2 separate regions of the Mus musculus genome follow, and region 2 is linked to region 1. A link is a contact called in public Hi-C data. All regions are on one chromosome and are shown on one strand. The core of a region is the stretch at or near the end of the contact, and the rest is flanking DNA. Distances in the headings are between cores, read along the strand shown. Region 1 has its middle 59 kb from the start of Upp2. Region 2 has its middle 5.7 kb from the start of Gm46743.

Region 1 (3,050 bases), core at 307-2,806:
ATGCAAGTTGAAATCATAATGAACCATCCACACACCAAAGAACACCCACTGGGGTGGCTATTGTACAAAAGGAGGGACGGGAAGTAGAATAACATGTGCTGCAAATGATGTGGAGAAATTGGAACGTCTGTATATCCCTGCTGGGAGTGTAAATGGTGAGGACATTGTGGGAAAGAAGCAGGTAAATTCTTCTAACATTAAATGCAGAAGTATTACATCATCTATCAATAGCCCTCAAATGAATCGAAAGCAGAGATCTAAACCAGCTATACATTAATATTTATAATAGCTCTCTATAAAATATACACACGACAAAATATTATTCGGCCTTTAAAAAGAATAAAATTCTGATTCATGAATTATACAGATAAACCATGAAAGCATTGTGGTGATTATTTTAGAATAAGCCAGTCAAATACCTTCCTCCCACAAATAAATTATGCACAGTTCTATGTACCTGATGTACTTACAGTAAATTCATGAGGATAGAGACTAGAGGAGTGGCTGTCAGTGAGTGGCTCAAGGAGGAAGGAAGGTGGGTTTGGTTAGTGTGTACAGAGTTGCAGGATGAAGTGACAGTTCTAGAGAGGAAAGGCAGTGTTGGAGCAATAATATGAAGGAGCCCAGTGCCACTTGAGTGCACTTTACAATCAGTGAACGCAGTCACCTTTACGTTACATATATTTACCACAAATAAAAAGCCAATATCCTAAAAAACAAAGCGACTGAGATGGACCAGACTAAAAGGAATTTAAAAGAGCCAGCAATGAAAATCAATGGCCAATTTCTGACTGAATCCTGATGTGAGGGAAGATGCTACAAAAGCTGTAAACAGATCCGAGGATAAAGCAGCGACATGGAGACTAGAATGGAAGGTATTATAGCAGTGACACACTTCACTGGATTGGTTTTTTTTTGTTTTTTTTTTCTTTTTGGTGCTTAGAAAAGCTAGCATTCTTACCTTTAGTAAGCAGACACAGACTGAGAGGACAACTTACTCTCAAGTGGTAAGGAAAAAAAAAGTGTGTGTGTGTGTGTGTGTGTGTGCACATGCACACACATTCATGTGTGTAAGAGAGAGACAGAGACAGAGAAAAACTGACAGAGAAAGAGGATAGAATGTGTGCACATGAGTATCTATGAGTATCTGTACCTATATGTGCATGCATGTGAGGATGTATGTGGATATGTGTGTGTCCACACGTGGGTGTAATAACACAAAAATGATAAACCACCTTGAATTTAAAACAGTATGTGACTAGCTAAAGGCATTACATTTTGGTTTTTAGATTTATCTGTAGTGTGGAAACTGTTTCCAAGCAAGAAGTTTCTTAAACTTGAATACACATCAAGAAATGAGATGAAAGGACTGAGGAGACAGGGAGAAAACTGGTCAGAATGGCATAGTAAGAGGCCCTGAGGGGTGAAAACAAAAATTTTACTAATACAATAAATACTAAAGAAGTATAATTTATAAACACTGCCTGCAATACATTTGAATCTGTGTCATAAGAGGGAACTGCTTTTGCTGACTGTGGCCACCAAGGTCCTGGCATCAGCAGGAATCCAGTGACTATTACATCATAAGGAAAGCAGGGAAAAGCTTTGTGCAGTCAGGCAAAAAAAGATGAAGTAAATTGTCAGGGAAAGAAAACCGTTTACAACCCGTCTCCTGACATTTATGCTAAGGGAAGAAAATGTAAATATGGCATTTTATTCCCTGGGAAAACCGATTTGCAACTATAAAGGCCTCCAACCCCGAGTTATTAACACAGTCAAAACACAGTTACCACAAGCAACTCCTAAGGAAGCTCTCCTAAACCAGGACACAGCCCACCAGAATGACAAATGGAAAGCTAATATGGCGCCCACTGGCATCTGCAAAACGCGCTGACTTATAAAATGAGATGAAGGTGGAGGGCTTCCCACTCACATATATGGTCAACGTGAATTGGACTTAATGAGTTATTTTTTATAATTTTTAAAATCATATTGTATGTGTATGGATGTTTTGCCTGCATGTGTATCTGTGTACCACATGTGTGCCTGGTGCCCTCAAAAGCCAGGAGAGGGAATCAGAGAGACGGCCCCTTAAACAGGAGCTACAGACAGACATTTGTGAATTGCTAAGCAGAAGTTGGGTTTCAATCTGGGTTCTATGGAAGCACAGCCAGTTCTGGGGCAGCCCTCCAGTCCCTTAGTAGATTATTTAATAAAAAGAGAGGACATGAAGTTGGATGAAGTATGTGGGGCTGGAAGAGTTAGACGTGGAGCTGGAGGGGGAAATGGAGGGATATATGATCATATGCCATTATATTTACAAGTGAATTTGCAAAGGACGAAATTTTAGAAAAGAACTTAGGAACTAATGGAGAGTGTATAAGATTTACATAATTCCCAGCATAGAAATATAATGGATGTATAACAAAAGAAGAAAGAGTATGATGTACACAGCTGAAGAATTTGTGGCTGTCATATTGGCATTTTATCTTGTCTGTCATGTGCATAGAGTGCGGGATAATATAGTGAGGAATGATGTCATATTTGGACTTCTTGTCAGTGAGCATTCGAAGCCTCCATAAGGAAAAAAAGAAAATACATTTGAAAGTGGAAGACTTGAAGCAACACACCATGGGATTTAAATGAGAAATAATAACAGAATGGATTAATAATACATGTGATCTTATGGGCCTGTTTAGTGCATATGTGTATGCATATATGGATGTACACGCTTGCACATGAATATATATTCTAACAATGCTCATAGAAAGGGCCTAGAATAGGTCAATCCAGTAACTCAGGTACTGCCATACTATTTCCTACCAATGAGACCCTGAGCTTGTTAGAGAGAATTCTGACTCTAGGTTAGAAGACAGAGTGTAAAGGAGCCTGGCTTGTTCTGATATGCCCGGTGACAAATGTGACATAAAGTTGAAACATGGTGGTAAAATATCTTGTAATTCACATACCTCTTCTATAATGGAGGCCAGCCATGGCCATATGTCATGGATAGGGGGAGCTCATTTCTCAGCTCCTTTGCATCTGGGAGA
Region 2 (3,306 bases), core at 42-2,541, 610 kb after region 1:
TTCCTCCCAGCTAACAGAGTTGTCCCTTCTCTCATGATGCTTAGCTAGTGCTCAATGGCCTTCACCTTTGACTTATAGCAACCTATAGCCTGGGTGGATGACACCCTTTCTGAGAGATTTTCTGTATCCTTGGCCTCTTTGCTGGTAGAGGGCTACAGGACTTCCTTCCTCTACCACTGCCCTCAAGATGATCAAAGCTGCCATCTTTGAAACTATCCAGAAGGGTACATGGGTGGGGGTATCGCTTGGCTGGAGTAGGGAGAGCATGTTATAAAACCCCTGCATCTGGAGTGAGCCTTGAGGCTCCAATTACAGACGAAGCCCTGCCTCCTCGGGTATTTATCACGGTCTGTGCACCATCTAGAGGCCTCTGTCTGAAACTTGCTCCATGGTCAACTCATCTATCCTAGGGGAAGACTGAACTCAGACAACTGGTGTTTTCAGAGTATGCTTGGTTTTGTCCCTGTTTCTAGAATTGTGGCGCTGTGATCCCACACACCCCTCTAAGCACTCCTGTATGTGTGTGTGTGTGTGTGTATGTGGGGGGGGGGTTACATCCACACCTGGCTTTTCCAGTCTGTTCCAGCCCTGCTAAAGCAAAAGACCTCTTCTAATGTCTTCTCAGCAAGGGAGCTACTTAAGGTGATAAAGTAGGACATCCTAGTGCCCGTGCCACCTCCCCCAACCCCCATACACACACACACACACACACACACACACACACACACACACACACACACACCCCAAGATGGGCCAGAGCAGGAGCTGTTCACCCCACGGCTGAGCAGCACTTCCACCTAGCCCATTAGCTGCTCCCCCAGGACCATGGCTCTGCTACACAACTCACATTAGGAGCTGCCCACAGTGGGTGATGCTGTCTCAGGATAGCCAACACTAAACCCTCTAACATGCCTACATGTCCCTTGGTCTGCTTTCTGGGGGGGGGGGGTAAAGAAAATGCAATGCAAATTTTCCGATTTGACCATCTCTTGATGCACAGTTTAAAGGAATTCAGTATATTCTCAATGCTGTGCAGCATCATGGATCATTCATCATTCATAGGCTTTTCACTTAACTTCAAACAAAAGTTCTACCCCATGAACACCAATTCCCTGTGTCACCCTCCCGGGTCCCTGGGTACCTCTGCTCTACTTCCTGTCTCTATGAACTTGCCTATTCCAGTTATCGCACACAAGCAAAATCATGTTTGCTAGCCTTCTATGTCCGATTTAGCCAAATAATTTTAGTTGTGGCCAACTGACTTCCACATTATAGGCCTGACTTCCTTCTTCACATTCTCTGTAAACAAAATGGGAGAGAGGAGAACACTTGAGTTTAACCTTGACTGTACCCTTCATTGACTATCCTCTCTGACTGGGTGTGACTCTAGAAACAGATTCATCATGCCAAGAAATCTCCGGGCTCAAGTGTCTCAAAATATCGAAGAGTCCATTGTTTGGAGTTTAGAAAAATCAGGTCACAACCAGTACTTCCTGGCCAGGCTTGTCAGAGAAGGCCATCAGTGTGTGTCATAGACTAAATATAAAACACCCCCAAAGGCTCATGTTTTGAATGTTTGGTTTCCATCTGGTCGCGGTATTTTGGGAGATTGTGGAGGGGACAGGTACCTTAGTGGGTACATACCACTAGAAACTTCTGGTCTCACTCTCTGCTCCTGTCCTGCCTAGATATAACTGAGTTTCTCCACCCCACTCCACCCTATCCAAACCACAACGGACTGAACCATCTGAAATCATAAGCCCCAATAAAGCTCCTACCCTTCAAGACGCTATTCTTAGTTATTGGTCACAGCAGTGAAAAGGTACCTAACACGCTGTGAAAGATGACAGAGGGTTACTGCTGCACAAGTGTCGGTGAGGAGAGGCTCTGGCTGTGGAGGTTTGAGCCTGGACAGGCCACGGGAGGCTCAGAGGGTCAGATCACATTGTGGTGTGGTTGCAGCCATGCACTGGTAGGAGGTTGCTCCAGTGGGTTGTTGGCTGCTGAGAGACTGGGAGAGTCTTTGCCTGCTGGTGCCTGGTCAAATTACGCATCCAGGGCTGGAGAGATGGCTCAGTAGTTAAGGGCGCTGACCCCTCTTCCAGAGGTCCTGAGTTCAATTCTCAGCAACCACATGAGGATTCACAGCCATTTATAATGGGACTGATGCCCTCTTCTGGTGTGTATGAAGACAGTGACAGTGTTCTCATATACATACATACATACATACACACACACACACACACACACACACACACACACACACACATACATACATATCCATCCAATGACACACTTGCAGCATTAGCAAAATAAGGAATTTCACCTTGTCCTTTACATCAAAAGTGTACATTTCCTCATTTCCAGACAATGACAGTCCAGTCCATGGATTTCTTTGAATTTATGATTACTAAAACTTCAGGTTTTTTTAATTCACATTTTTATACAACATAACAAAAAAGTTCAAAATAACAGTGTGAACAGGGCTTGGGAGAGACTTCTGAGGGAAAACAGGGGTAAATTGATACCACAAAGGTGTTTTTAGATTATTCTGGATAATTCTGGCCAAAGAATGCAAACATAGTTGCATGTTTCTCAGATTCCCTTGGAGGCTGAAGGACCTAAACTGGAAATGCAATTGGTAGGCGTCAGACTATTTTGAAGTTTTCACCTAAAATTATTTTGATCCAGCCTGAGACTCTGTTACATGTGATTGCCTGCAATATGTCGTAAGACCCGCACAGGGCGGGAAGCCCTGGGAAAGCGAGTTAGTTCTTCCTCCGTGGAACCTCTCTGCTTCCTCAGTGGTCACGGTTTTGTTTCCTGTACAGCATCAGCGATACTGTGTACTTTCTTGCTTGCATGGGGAACCCCATCTGTTTTCTCCCTCGGGGATTTCTGTGATGGTTTCTCAGGTACTTTGGAGTATCTGGACATCTAGTAGGAGAGTCTTCTTGAGCTCAGAATTTAAATTACCCTGAATCTTGAAGACCCCAAATCTTATGTAAATAGCCTTAGGTTGAAGTCTTTAGAAATTAGTGAGCGCTGTTAGTTAAGTAGGTGCATTTGTTTTTTGTAGTCGTCATTTTTTTTGCTTTGTTTTGGACTTATCCTTGGTCTGACATAAATGATCAAATTCTGGCAAGGGTGGAAGGTACAGGAGGCAGGGAAGAGCCTATCCTCTATTGAGGGCATAGTTTACACAGTCTTCCAGGCTTTTAGTACATCATCATTAGTGAATGGTTCACACAACAGCTTGACATCTGGAGCTGGTAAGGCTGTCTGTGTCCAGGGCTTTCTCTGCTG

Evidence for each region. Hi-C and Micro-C count contacts between places; a contact is called where the count stands out from the background.
Region 2: a Hi-C map of bone marrow-derived macrophages shows a contact between it and region 1, with 11 read pairs. The contact joins two enhancer-like sites. A contact is called at or near these places in 1 of 15 datasets of contacts at CTCF or cohesin (pro-B cells), 37 of 484 Hi-C or Micro-C datasets (CD4 T cells, CD8 T cells, the HL-1 cell line and 25 more) and 3 of 115 datasets of contacts at active chromatin or transcription factors (bone marrow-derived dendritic cells, embryonic stem cells and memory CD8 T cells).

Annotation. Positions count from the first base shown.
Region 1 is chr2:58,813,100-58,816,149 of GRCm38.p6, forward strand. No RefSeq gene overlaps it. Among named protein-coding and RNA genes, the nearest start is that of Upp2, 59 kb to the left of the region's middle. Within about 2 kb of position 1,557, at least 3 of the 459 cell types and tissues checked have an H3K27ac peak or open chromatin away from gene starts, as enhancers often do. A contact at or near this core is called in bone marrow-derived macrophages, where this site is marked.
Region 2 is chr2:59,424,585-59,427,890 of GRCm38.p6, forward strand. No RefSeq gene overlaps it. Among named protein-coding and RNA genes, the nearest start is that of Gm46743, 5.7 kb to the left of the region's middle. Within about 2 kb of position 1,292, at least 33 of the 459 cell types and tissues checked have an H3K27ac peak or open chromatin away from gene starts, as enhancers often do. A contact at or near this core is called in bone marrow-derived macrophages, where this site is marked.